Linked DNA regions of Mus musculus: regions 1 and 2 are each linked to region 3. A link is a contact called in public Hi-C data. All regions are on one chromosome and are shown on one strand. The core of a region is the stretch at or near the end of the contact, and the rest is flanking DNA. Distances in the headings are between cores, read along the strand shown. Region 1 holds the start of Slc39a11 (solute carrier family 39 (metal ion transporter), member 11). Region 2 overlaps Slc39a11 (solute carrier family 39 (metal ion transporter), member 11). Region 3 overlaps 2610035D17Rik (RIKEN cDNA 2610035D17 gene).

The links. Hi-C and Micro-C count contacts between places; a contact is called where the count stands out from the background.
Region 1: a Hi-C map of regulatory T cells shows a contact between it and region 3, with 4 times the contacts expected there. The contact joins the promoter of Slc39a11 here to the enhancer-like site in region 3. A contact is called at or near these places in 3 of 484 Hi-C or Micro-C datasets (CD4 T cells and regulatory T cells), 3 of 115 datasets of contacts at active chromatin or transcription factors (memory CD8 T cells, regulatory T cells and stem cell-derived neural progenitor cells) and 1 of 9 other capture datasets (embryonic stem cells).
Region 2: a Hi-C map of Th2 cells shows a contact between it and region 3, with 2.8 times the contacts expected there. The contact joins two enhancer-like sites. A contact is called at or near these places in 33 of 484 Hi-C or Micro-C datasets (Th2 cells, cardiomyocytes, double positive thymocytes and 9 more), 6 of 115 datasets of contacts at active chromatin or transcription factors (T-cell acute lymphoblastic leukemia, embryonic stem cells, memory CD8 T cells and 2 more) and 1 of 9 other capture datasets (embryonic stem cells).

Annotation. Positions count from the first base shown.
Region 1 is chr11:113,563,400-113,567,262 of GRCm38.p6, forward strand. It overlaps Slc39a11 (solute carrier family 39 (metal ion transporter), member 11), which reads right to left and starts at 2,416. Exons shown (of 10, transcript NM_027216.5): 1 at 2,277-2,416.
Region 2 is chr11:113,467,118-113,471,479 of GRCm38.p6, forward strand. All of the region lies in intron 4 of Slc39a11 (solute carrier family 39 (metal ion transporter), member 11), which reads right to left. Among named protein-coding and RNA genes, the nearest start is that of Gm51928, 11 kb to the left of the region's middle. Within about 2 kb of position 3,009, at least 89 of the 459 cell types and tissues checked have an H3K27ac peak or open chromatin away from gene starts, as enhancers often do. A contact at or near this core is called in Th2 cells, where this site is marked.
Region 3 is chr11:113,177,808-113,182,219 of GRCm38.p6, forward strand. All of the region lies in intron 1 of 2610035D17Rik (RIKEN cDNA 2610035D17 gene), which reads right to left. Among named protein-coding and RNA genes, the nearest start is that of 2610035D17Rik, 22 kb to the right of the region's middle. RefSeq lists an enhancer at 4,238-4,412. Within about 2 kb of position 2,309, at least 14 of the 459 cell types and tissues checked have an H3K27ac peak or open chromatin away from gene starts, as enhancers often do. A contact at or near this core is called in Th2 cells and regulatory T cells, where this site is marked.

The DNA.
Region 1 (3,863 bases), core at 1,166-3,665, 390 kb after region 3:
CCCTTAGAGGAAGCCATGGCAGAGTATGGACAGGGCCCTGGGCACAGCCCACACTCAGAAAAGGCTGTGGGCTCAGATGAGTCCCGCTGGGCCCCCATGCTAGGTCTAAGGTCTAACCATTTATGGGTTCGGATTCCAAGCATATGCAGCCTTTTGACGATGACACTGGAGAACCCCACAACCAAGAAGCAAAAAAGCAAATAACGAAAAACTGCCAAGTCTGGCAACCTGAGCTTGGTTCCTGACGCCCACCTGAGGGAGAGAACCAACAGCTCTCCTCTGACCTCGGCATTTGCACCATGGAATGCACAAGCCCCCCGACCCCACCCCGCAAAACACACACACATAGAGGTAGTTTTAAAATGCACCCTTCCCCAAATCTCACATTGTCTAAGTAAGCTTACTATTTTGTGTTGGGCTGCACACATCTCTATACCGAGTGCAGGTTGGGCACACATGACAGAGGAACTCAAGACAGCAACTGCACACATTTTAAAATTTTTAAAAAGAAAAAAAAAATCAAGCAAAAAAATAGCCTTTTCCACCCTCCCTGAGTCAAGTCAACCTCAAAAGAGTGGTGTGTGCTGGGCATGGCAGCAGAAACCTTTTAGTCCCAGACCTTGAAGAGGCAAATACCAGCAGGTTTCTGCAAGTTTGAGGCTAGCCTGGTCTACTTAGTGAGTTTCAGGACAGCCAGGGCCATATAGTAAGATTCTTTGTCAAAACAAAACAAAACAAACTAACAAAAAACAAAAATGAGAGACTTGAGTATTTTTTGTTTTTTGAATTTGTTGGATTTTTTTTGTTTGTTTTTTAGCTGAAATCCTAGAGCATTAACACACTGATCGCTCCCAGTTGCTTGTGAGTAAAATGTTAAACATACACAAAGACCGAGATGGAGCTAGCATCCTCTCAAGTCTCACTATCCGAGACAGATCACAGCGTAAAACATCCCCCAAGTACCTCATTGTGTCTTTTGACAGCTACTGGTTAAAAGAAACGATTCCCATTTGCCAGCCAGCAAAATCAAACCAAAGGGAGTTGTGCGTCTCCATGGCGGCCAGAGAGATAGGAAAACACTCTTCTAAGTTCACTGCATAACTGAGTTCCTGAGAACTCAGAGCCCTGGCCACCCACCACTTATCACAGTGTGAGCCCAGCACGCCTCTTCTTCCACTCACTGTTTGAAAACTCTGGCTACTCTCTAAGGGTGGTGGAAAGCCAGATGTCTGGTCCCTCTTGAGAGCTACTTAGATGATTTTTTTTTTAATGTAGCCTGGAACTTACTGTGTAGCAGAGAGTGGCTTTGAACTCCTGATCCTCCTGCCTTCCACCTCCCAAAGCCGGAATTGCCAGAGTGTGCTACAATAGCTGGTTTTTGTGGTACTGGGGAATCAAACTCAGAGCTTTGTACATGGTAAGCAAGCACTCTACCATAGGGGCTCCATCTCCAGCCGTTGGAGCTACGTAAAAGCACAGGGCGCAGGCGACATCACACACTTGTGGGATTCCCCAAATCTGCACCTTATTTAACTCCATGGGGGAGTTAAATCTTGCCAGGCAGTCTGCTTCAGACTTTCTCCAGAGCTGGATATTGACATCATAAACTGGACCAGTGACCAGGACAGGGGACCATTCTCCACCCATCCTATAACTTGAGAGAAGCCAACAGCGGGCTGACAGCACAGAGCAGCCAGCTCCCATGACTCCAGTAAATTTCCTTCTGTCCTTTTCTGTCTCTTTCCCTGTCTTTTAAATGTTGCCTCCGCACTTCAAAACGCTGGTTTAGTTAAAGCGAGGCACTGCGTGGGCTTAAGGGAGCTGGCACAGAACTCGTGGACCGGACTTTACCAGAGACGCCCATGAGACAGATTCAGGATCTGGACCACTAGCATGAACATGAAAAAGTTCTCCAGGAGGCAGGCATGCTGCCGGCTCTCCAGCCTCCCCCAGACCTGCCACAGGTGGAGGTGGGAGGGGCCTCCGAATGGCTGCCACTGATACCACAGGTCCCTTGTCCCCTATACACACCACCATGAAACAATGAATGAAGAGACCCTTGGCTGTGCACTCAGGAGCTTCGCATCACTGTCTCCAGCTCATCCTAGGGTGGAGCAGAGGGGTCCCAAACACCCTCCTCCCCCTGCCACCTGTCACAGCCCCTGCTGCTCTTCCAGGACTTGCACCTTAGGGCACCCCTTTGCAAGCTCCAGGCCGCTGCACACTCTCGAGACTGCCCGGCACCCCGGGCCTGAAGGAGAGAAAAGGCGACTCACTAGGGTGCCCTCTCCAGCCCCCTCTCCACTTCCATCAGCCCCCGATGCCACTCGCTCGCCCGGCTCCACTCTCGCGGTCACTTCCTGCTTCACTCCAGCACACGTGGCCCTCCACCGCCGGGCCCCGCCCCTTCGCAACCGGCGAATCCTGCCTGGAGAATAAAGTCTCAGGTTCACAGGCTTCCGTGCTCGCAGGAACAGAGGCGGGCGGGCAAAAGCAGCACTCTCCCCTTCCCCCAAGTCCACAAATGCAAAGGCGAAGGCCTAGGGCAGTGCACACACCCCAGGAAATCTTGGGGAGGCTACAGACACCCAAAGAAGGGGCACTTTGGATCAGTTCTGACGTACTTAATGTTGTCTACATCTTTTGTCATATGTCCTAAACATGACAACATAGGTCCTAACTGAGCTACGGAGCCAGTGTCAAGATGGGCAACATTCTGAAGGTCAATGGCTTTATTCTCAAGGTCAATACCTTCCATTAGAAGGATGCCCAGGCTCTGCATTCTACTTGAGCTTGCAATCTTTCACTTGCTGACTACAGCCTGTCAATGTCAATATTGAGGACCCACTGAGGGCCACATATGCGAAGCATCACCCCAGGTCATAGGCTTTCCGCTCCAGGGCTTCTATGAAAACACCTTGACTAGATTTAGCTGCAATAAAATGAAGGCCAGATATCTGGTTCAATTTGAATGTCAGGAAAACAACAAATAGTTTCTTATTATAAGTATGCCCTGTGCCCTGTAAGGGATGCACACATGCAAATGTCATGACTGTTTTTTGAAATGTAAAGTTAAATGAGTGGTCAGTGTTGCATTTGGCAGCCCAAGCATAAAGTACTCAGGACAGGAGAACAGCCTGCAGTTGGAGTATACAAAGAAGACAGTAAGAGCAGGCATCTATTACCCTCTTAGAGAGCGGTGTGCCTTCCTAGTGAGGACCACTCTGTATTCGCAGCGATGAAGGAAGAACTCTCTTAGGGTGGTTGTCCAGCTCTCAGCGAATGCCCAATCAGCTCCCACCAGGTTTTATTAACTTATATACACGCTAGGCTTAAGCATTTCACATACATTGACATCCTTCAATCTCAGGTCCTGGACCCAGGTAACCCTTTGAGCAACTTAAAAAGAGGCTGCAGACTGCAAGTCTGGCCACATAGGCAGCTAGGAGATTTACACAGCAAAGACATTGCACGCTGCCAGAACGATTTTGAGTGCAGCCGGTGCTGTTCTCTTTCTGAATAGTTGTTACCCAGGGTCATCTTGTCCACCTGGTGGAATGATGGTTTTCTAGACAGCAGCACAAAGGATTTCATGGCAGACCTGGATTTAACAATGGTTGTGACCCTGCACTCCCATCCACCCCAGCCCCAACTGCCCTTTAGGGGTATGTCTTCCATATGGGAAAAACCTAATGGCTGGTTGTTAAGTCAGGGTCGTCTCCCTTGTCGTGGGAATCAAAGTCTAACGATTGAGCGATCCTGGAGAGTAAATACTCACATCCTAGCATTCCTAAGCTTCGCTTTTCTCTAACAGGTCTTTGTGCACACTGCTTATTATCTTTGGGGTATTTTGAAAGTTGTGC
Region 2 (4,362 bases), core at 1,759-4,258, 290 kb after region 3:
TTTTATTTGGTCATCTTTCCAATTAAATATTAAGCATAAACACTTGAGGGTGTCCCACATCTTATTTTTGTTTGTTTTCTCATGTGGCTATAGTGTTTTTACTCTTCGTTCATTGAACCTTCTATGGAGTACTTTTTAAATAAGAATACCAATGCCCCGCCTATGCTGTTTGAAAAGTGGGGAAAGCCCCCATTCCTGCCTAGCCAGCCCCACACAGTCCTCAGCCTAGTCTATGCTGAACCCTGGAATCCCCCCTCTGTCACACTGAGTGGCAGCTGGCTCTTGGCATCATGGTCAAGGCTGGCACCACAGATGGGCAGAATCCTGGGTGGAGGAGAGACTGAGCGAGCCGGTCCACACTTCTGCAGAAGGCCCCACTCGGCCCCTCTCGGGTGACAGCTGGTGTCTGTGTGATAAGCTGTGGGCCACAGAGTCTCAGCTCTTTGTTTGCTTATATGCTTTAATTATTCCTAATTCTCCATCTCCCGCTGGTATCTGACAGATCACCGCCGCGGTAAGAGATGTGCCTCAACCCGGAAAGGGGGACGGCGGGCTTCTCTTGAGGAAGAACTGGGAGGAAGATAGAGGCCCCTGCCTTCATGTGGACCAACCTACTCAGCCAGCTGATGCCCCTCCTCAGCAAGGCACAGCCTGGAGTCAGTCCGGCTGATTGAGGACAGTGGGAGTTAACAGGGTGATTTTAGTCTCCCCTCCCCAGACCTCAGAACACTGAGAACTAAGCATCTTTGGCCGTTCCAGTGAGCGTGGGCAGTTCTTCTGATGCTCCTCAATACCCTATCATGTACGGGACAGCCTCCGAGCAAACAACAATAAATGACAACATCCCTAATGTGGAGAAGCCCTGCTTTTGAAAAACTCAGGCTGCCTGTGCCCTCAGCTCTCCCCGAGATTACAAATTAACACTGGGAACTCTGAGCTCTTGTTACTACCAAGAAAAGAATTCTGTCACTTTCTCTAGGATGGCTGCCTGCCCTCACGACTCAATACATTTTTAATTAAGCATCAGCTGTCTACCAGCAATGCAGCTCCTTGGGATATGAAAAGAGCCAATCCCCACAGCTGCACGACCTGCCCCTTCTCCTTTGAGAGACCAACAGGCCAATCAATGACCGATTGAACAACTGCAGACCCCAGTGGTGACGATGGTTGGAAAAAGGGACTGGCAGCGTGGCTCAGCGGGTAAGGTGTTTGTTGTGGAAGCATAAGGAGCGAGAGTTTGGATCCCGAACATCCATATGAGAGCCAGGCACGTTGCTGGTGCCTGTGACCCAGCTCTGGGGAGGTGGAGACAAATGGATACCTGGAGCCCATTGGTCAATCAGCTTAGCGAAGTGGGGAGTTCCAGCTTCAGTGAGGAGTCCCGGTTTGAGAAGATGAGGCAGAGGATGATGGAGAAAGGCATCAGGCATCAACCTCTGGCCTCCAGGCTCACACATGCACATGCGTTTCCACCCACACATAGATACACACGTGTACCACATAAAAAGCGAGTTAAATGCATAAACAACTGCACCACGGCCGATGGTAACAGCCACGCTTGCTCCTGGCTTCGTGCTGGGTGTGTTCAGAGATTTGCATAAGCTTCGCCATTATTAAACAGGGAGGTGTGTGTGTGTGTGTGTGTGTGTGTGTGTGTGTGTGTGTGTTCCGTGGGTTACTGTGGAGACTGGCCTCTCTGAGGGTGATATTTTAAAAAAAAAGAAAACAAATCGTGACGACCCCTTAACCCTCAGACCCTTCAGCTGCTCCATCTCAGATGCCGGTGGCTGTATGGCTTCCTACCCAAGTGTTAGGGAGCAGGGGGATGGATGGATGATGGGAAGATCCCACCCCAAGTGCACTCAGGAACTGCCCTTTGAGGGCCAGAAAGATGGCTTAGGAGGTGCAAGCCTGAAGACTTGAGTGTGACCCCTAGATCCCACAGTAGAGAACAGACTCCTGAATCTTCCTCCATGCAGTTCCCTTTGCATGTGCAGCCCTGTGCGCTCACGCTCTCTCTCTCTCTTTCTCTCTCTGTCTCTCTCTCTCTCTCTGTATGTCTATCTCTCTGTCTCTCTCAATATATCTCTCTCAGTCACACAAAACCAAGTAAACATTTTTTTAATTAAACTGAGCCCCGCCCCCAGACGTTATTTTTCTTATTTTCCATGTGTGCCTGCATGTATCTACGTTTGTGTGACACCTGAATGCTGGCTCCCACAGAGGTCAGAAGAGGGCACACGCTCTCCTGGAACCGGAGTTATGGATAACTGTGAGCCACTATGTGCTGCTGGGAACTGAACCTAGGTCCTCTGCAAGAGCATCAAGTGTTCTTAAGCACAGAACCATCTCTACCACCAAGAGGATAGATGGAACAGCGCCAGGGTATCTTAGCTGTGTCCATGCCTACCCACCACCCTCAACCACCCACACGCTCGGTCACACGTTGACCCCTCAGAAGCCTGAGGCCTTAAATCTACTAGAGCAGCACACTGACCACAGCTCAGATATGCCTGTCACTGTAAGAACAGGGGTGGGGTAGAGGGGGTGTGAATGTGATGCAGATACATGAAGAATGAAACACTGCCTAGGGTTAGATGAGATCAGCCACATACAGAGAATGGCGAGCACCACAGGCTCTCTTCTGGCTTAAGGTGGCTCTTGACATGAGATGACAGCACTGCTGTTCTGGGGAATCCCTGTCTTGCTGCACATCTGGTGTCCAGGTGAGATGGTGACAGGGTTCTGTACACAGATGCCCTTGGTAAACACAGCCTCAGCCTGTGCAGCAGGTAACATGTCTTTCTCGTGCTGTGGTAACTACCTTGATGTGGCAGGCTTCTCTTCCAGGACTCACTAACTCTAACCTCCAGTGATTTTCCATTCACACTCCCTCCTTGAAACCCGGCAGCCCCACAAGATGGGCAAAGGGGCATACATCTCTCTGGGACACACACGTGACTGGTGCCAGCTGTTCCTGACTTTCTGCCTCAGTCCTGCGTGTGCCTAGCTGAGTGAGTCACCTTCCTTCCTGCCGCCACAAGGGCTTTGGACAGCTCAGTCTTGCTGCATCACCTAACAGCTTCCAAATGGCAACGCGAAATATACACAGCTCCTTCCCAAACTGCGAAAAGAAATGCTCTGCTTCCTTCTCACCCACCTGCGGCCTCCTGCCCTGCCCTTCCTCCCCCCTTTCTACCCACGGCCCTTAACCCAGCTCTGTACAGGAAGCCAAGAGTGGGCTGCTGGGGGTGGGAGGCCACACCCCTCTAAGGCTCCAGAATTGAGGATCTCCATGCTTGTGCAGTGGAATTACAATTATTACCGTTGTTATTATTACTTTTACCATGCGTGGTTTGAGGCCAGTGTCTGGCCCACAATACACAAGACGGAAGCCACCCACTCCTCAAAGAGGCAGCTGCTGAGAGGAATGGCACTTTTTTTTTCAGAAGGAATAAAGAGGAAGTAGAAAGAAGAGGAAGGAGAGATGAGATGAAAAGAAGGTGGGTCAGAGAGGCAGACAGGGGGCAGGAGAGTGATTCTGCATGTGCCTCGCATGAACACAAAAGGCCTCAGGATGCAGAATGCACACACGGAGAACTAAACGCTGACTTTCTGTTCATTGTGGCTTGCTGTCCCCAGGTGAGGAAGAAAGAGCGCAGAACCACCCACAAACTCACACCCAAATTAAGTCAATATGGCTAGAGGGCCAGCTCCATAGATAAAGGGCTTGCTACATAAGCCTGATGACCTGGGTTCGGATCTCAGCACCCACGTGTGGGTGCAGCAGTGTGCACATCTGAGATCCCTGCACTCCTACAGGAAGATGGGATGCAGAGGCCAGACCCTCCCCACACTCCTAGGACCGCTAGCCAGGTCCACACAGTGCTGAATGGTAAGATGCTGTCTAAAGCAAGAGAGATGGGTAAGGTCAGACTCCCATGGAAGGTGCATGCATGCACGGGCACCCACACGTACCAGGCACACCAGAGAGCATTATGGGAGGGCCATATTACCCTCAGGCAGTAGCATCCCAGGGCTCCTGCTGGCATTCCCAGCATTCTTTGCTGCTGGCTTTCCCAGCACTCCCAGCGTTTTTCACCTTTCGGGTGTTGTTTTACCCACGGGTAGAAGATAAAATGGCAAACTAACTGCAAAGCACAGCGACATGAATGGCAGTGCGTACCAGACCCCCAAGTTCCCTGCTGTCCTCCTAACTCACTGTAGACCGACGTCAGGCACATCTGCCTCGGGTCCCAACGGTGCCCTTTGCTGTGTTCCATGTCACCTGTACTCTTTGCTTCCCTGCTGGGGTATCTCAAAGCTACCAACAACCAGATCTAGGGAGAAACAGGCTGGCCA
Region 3 (4,412 bases), core at 1,059-3,558:
GGTGACCAGCCCATCTCTCTCACCTCCAGCTTTGACAGACACCGCCTATCCCGAGTTGTTCACAAAGAGGGCTGAGTAAACCGGAAACCCCAAGAAGAGGACGAGAGGAACCGGCAGGAGAAAGGACCTGCCTGTGGATGAGCAAAGGGCTGACAGGCAGTGCTGAGCGGCTGGAAGAGGGAAGAGAAGATGATCTTGGAGCGAGGTCCCCAAGCTCAGACACAGAGGATTGCTTAGAAAAAAAAAAAATGACAGCTTTTGTCTGGGTTTGAGGTGGCAGGCTCAGAAGATAAGAAGGAGGCCTGTGCCCAACTCCATGGGCTTCCCTCGAGTCTCGCTTGGGCACTGCTGAACACGCCTGGCTGAGCGGACCGTTCTCCCTCTCCACCAACCTCATGGGGTCTCAGGGAACTGCCTAAGGAGTTACCTAGCAATGCAGGACAGGATGGGAGTTAGCTCTGTGTTCCTGTTATTTACATTTTAAAAAGGTAATGCACACACACACACACACACACACACACACACAGCTTCTCATTCCACCCTGTTAGAACAAACCAAAACCAAAAAGATTAATCATTAAAACTTTAGAAACCTAGTACCTAGGCACCGGGGTAGCCCGAGGAAATAGCGGCTTGTTCTCAAGGAGATGGGGCAGAAAACCTGCCTCTGTATCAAAATGGGAACCTGCAGAATGAGCCCTGTGTCTCTGTCACAGCGATGTGATAGGGACATCTGCCAAGACTTTCAAGGAGACAGACGCTGGGTAGGTTTCAGCTTAGGCCACTGGCAACTCTCCTGTTCTCCCACAGTGCGCGCTAAGGGCCCTACTACCCATAGGCAGCCTGCTCACCTCCTGACACTTCTCAGCTACAAGCTCCTACCCCCAAAGGAATGACCCTTTGGGTTAAAAGCTCTGCAACCCCCCCACACACACACACACACACACACACAGTAGTTCCACACTTAGCAATCCATAAGCCAGGGCAGTTGGCTCTCGAGGCTGGGCCATGAACTCAGAAGAGGACAATGCAGCTTTTTTCTTTTGAGGAAGGTGTTTGCTTAACACTCTGCCCTCTGAAGGCCAAAGAGAAGAGCCGGGCTGTGAAGGCAGGACCAAGGATCAGCACCCAGAAGGCATCCCAAAGCCAACACCCCAGGGGGGTCTGCAGCGGAGGAGCACGGCATGAGCAGGGGGTGGGGAAATGCAGAAAGGGTCCCCAGAGCCTGCACATCCACTTACAGGGACAAATGGCCCTTAAGCTATAGCTGTGTGCCAGAGTGTTCCAAGAGGCTTAAAAGACGTGGAGCTGGAAAGCAGAGGAGAAGATGGAGGCTGAGATGTGCCGGTACAGCCCCAGGTTCAAGGCTGGATGGATACTGTTTCCTGGCTGTGCGCTTCTGCCCATCAGGAGCCCCTTCACCAGTGCCCCCTCCCTTGCTGTAAATGCACAGTCCCACACACAGATGCCAGTGTTGCTTCCAACCAGGTACCAAGGACCCAGTTGGGTCCAACGGTAAACTAGAGAAAGACAGACCATAGAGCATCCATAACTACATAGACATAAATGGAGCCAGCATGCAGGGGAGATGCTAGGGCGAGAGCCTGCTGCAAAGGCATGAGGACCTGAGTTCAAAGCCCACAGAGCCTGGTGTGAGTGTGTCGGTGCCTGGATCCTTAGCATGGGGATGCGGAGGCAGGATGGTTGCGGGGGCTTGCGGCTGACAGCCTAGCTGCAGTGAGAGATGCTGTCTTCAAGGAGTCAGGGGGAGAGGGATAGAACAGGTAGGGTACCTAACATGTCCCCTCTGGCCTCCACATACCCACACGGCCACACACGGATGGGCGGATGGACGGACGGACGGACGGACACACCCCAAAACAAAAGCACCCTGTGTCTCAATAGTGACAAATGGGAGAGAAAGGGCCAAGAAACGGGAACACAAACCCCACACATGGGCCAGGAAGAGAGATCCCCAACTGAGTGCGTAAAATCACCCCACATGTCCCTCCACCTCCCTCCCGCCCCTGATTTCAGGTTGTCACCTTTTGACGAGCAATCCACAGGCCACTTGCCCAGATTACACTTCCCACCTTTGTCTACCTGGCCAGTCCGGACTCTATAACACGAACACGGGAAGTGGGGAGGGGCGCAAGCATCCTGTGTGTGCCCTCCCACTCAGGCACCTGCGTCTCTTGCAAACTCTCATCCTCTATCCCCCCCTCCCCCCCCCATGTATTAGTGACTTGATTCACTGTTGTGGTGAAAGCAACTCACAGGAGAGGATGTTGACTTTGAATCCCGCTTTAAGGGAGCGGTGTGGAAGGCCTGTCGGAAGCATGAAGCGGCTGGCTGCACTGCGTCTGTGATCAGGAAGCAGGAGAGATGCGTGCTGGGGTCAGCTCAGTTTCTCATAATGAGTCAACCCTGAGCCCGGCCGATAAGGATGGGCAAGTCTTCCCTCCACACGCAGTTCGACCTCTGGAAAAACTCCCACAGACACACGCCCACGAGTGCATTTCCTGGGTGACTCTGAATCCAGTCAGGCTGACAGCAAACACTATCCCTCACGTTCAGGGTGAACCGCTCTAAGAAGGCAGCGGCCTCCCTCACCTGCAAGTCAGCGTCTGGCGCATTCCGTCTCTCTGTGCAGCCTAGAGTCATCTCATGCTTCCTTCCCTGGGCTCTGCCTGGGAGCCCCTGGGAGCCCCTGGGAAGTCTGGGGTTCTGGCTACAGCACTTTGCTCAAGTTCATTTCCTCTCCCCTTGCCTAGGCCAGATGTTCAATACCCTTTTGATAGATACAAACATGGTTCCTCGTCCCGGGGGTCCTCAGGTTGGGGTAGGGCTGGTGAGGAGGAAGAGGGTGGGAACAGGAGTAGATCACACCTCAGTTTTCACATACAGCAGCCTTAAAAGTCACCTGGGGGGGGGGTCAGCTTCCGCTTGCCTGATAAGCCTGGGGACAAGTGCTACCAGCATCTGCTCCCACAAAACCCCTCCTCTGGCCACTTTGGAGGGGCAGGAGCAAAGCCTGGGGGAGCCAAGTCCTTCCTGGCTGAAAACAGGGCTGGACTGTGTTCCAGTCTCCCACTTTTTTTGGTCAGGACACACCTGTTCTCCCTCAGCCTTGAGACCCAGCAGCCTGGATGGAGGAGGTCCCATCTCTAACTCTGGCAGTCAAGGTGGGAGGCATATAAAGAGACAGCGCAGGAAGTGCAGGACAAGACAAGGCTCTGAGCCCTGAGGGCAACCAACACCCCTCTCAGGTCATCCCATTAGCCCGTTTGCCGCCAAGAGTCCAACAGGCTGGATACCCTGGATGCAGTGAGGGCTAGTGCCCTCGCTCTCTGAGTTCCTCAAGCGAACAAAGTCAGACGTGAAAGGCACAGACAGCGCTATAGGAGGGGCCTCAGAAGGGTGTTCTGATGGAGCCAAAAGCAAACCAGTCACCACCCAGGTACCACTGTGCACAGCCAGACTTCTAGTCCTCTGGTTATAGACTTCAAAAGCAACTCAAGGTAGCGGGGGAGGGTGCTCACAACCACTCCAAGGGGGAACTATGGTACAGGATGGGAGTTGAGTTGCCAGATGGTCCCTAAGAGGGCCAAGGGGAAGCCGCATTGAAGAGAGATGGACATCTATAAAGGACATACTGGTTTCCCAGGCAAGAGACCTGTTTCAATTCCTGGCTGTCTCCAGGCTGGGAAGACAGCTCAGTGGATAGAGGGCTTGCCGTGTGACATGAGGGTCTGAGTTTCCTCCCTGATAAGACAGAGGCGGTGGCCAGCACTTATCCTAGAGCAGAGGATAGGGGTGTGCGTCCCTGGAGCTTCTTAGCCCACCAGACTGGCTGGTGTAAGTGTGTGTGTATGTGTGTGTGTGTGTGTGTGTGTGTGTGTGTGTGTGTGTGTGTGTGTTGTGTGTGTGTGTGGTGTGTGTTGTGTGTGTGTGTGTGTGTGTTTCTGTCTGTCTCTCTGCCATTATCTCTGGGCCTCTCTCAGAATGTCCCAGAGGCTGGTACCCAATAGCTACTCAGGAATGATGAAGCAATATGTCTCTTGCAAGAGACGGCAGAAGAAAGGGCCTAGGAAGAGCGGTGATGTGGACAGGCAAGGTGTGCATGGGGGACCAGCCTTGCAAAGCAGCACTGACTTAACCTCCCTGAGAAAAATCTCTGTCCCTGCTTGGGCGCCTCCTGCTGTGTTTGCCTCTTCCTCAATGCAGGGTCCCCCAGGCCAGCAATGAATGAGGCTCCCAAGAGACAGGGCTCCAAAACAATTAAAGGGAAACATGAGCCATTTGCTTCTGGGTTGGGGGGGTGGATACCACGAGGCCACTGTCATGCCACCCACTTTAGACTGATGTGAACCGTATGCCTCCAGGATCACTGGCAATGAAAAATGAGGGGGA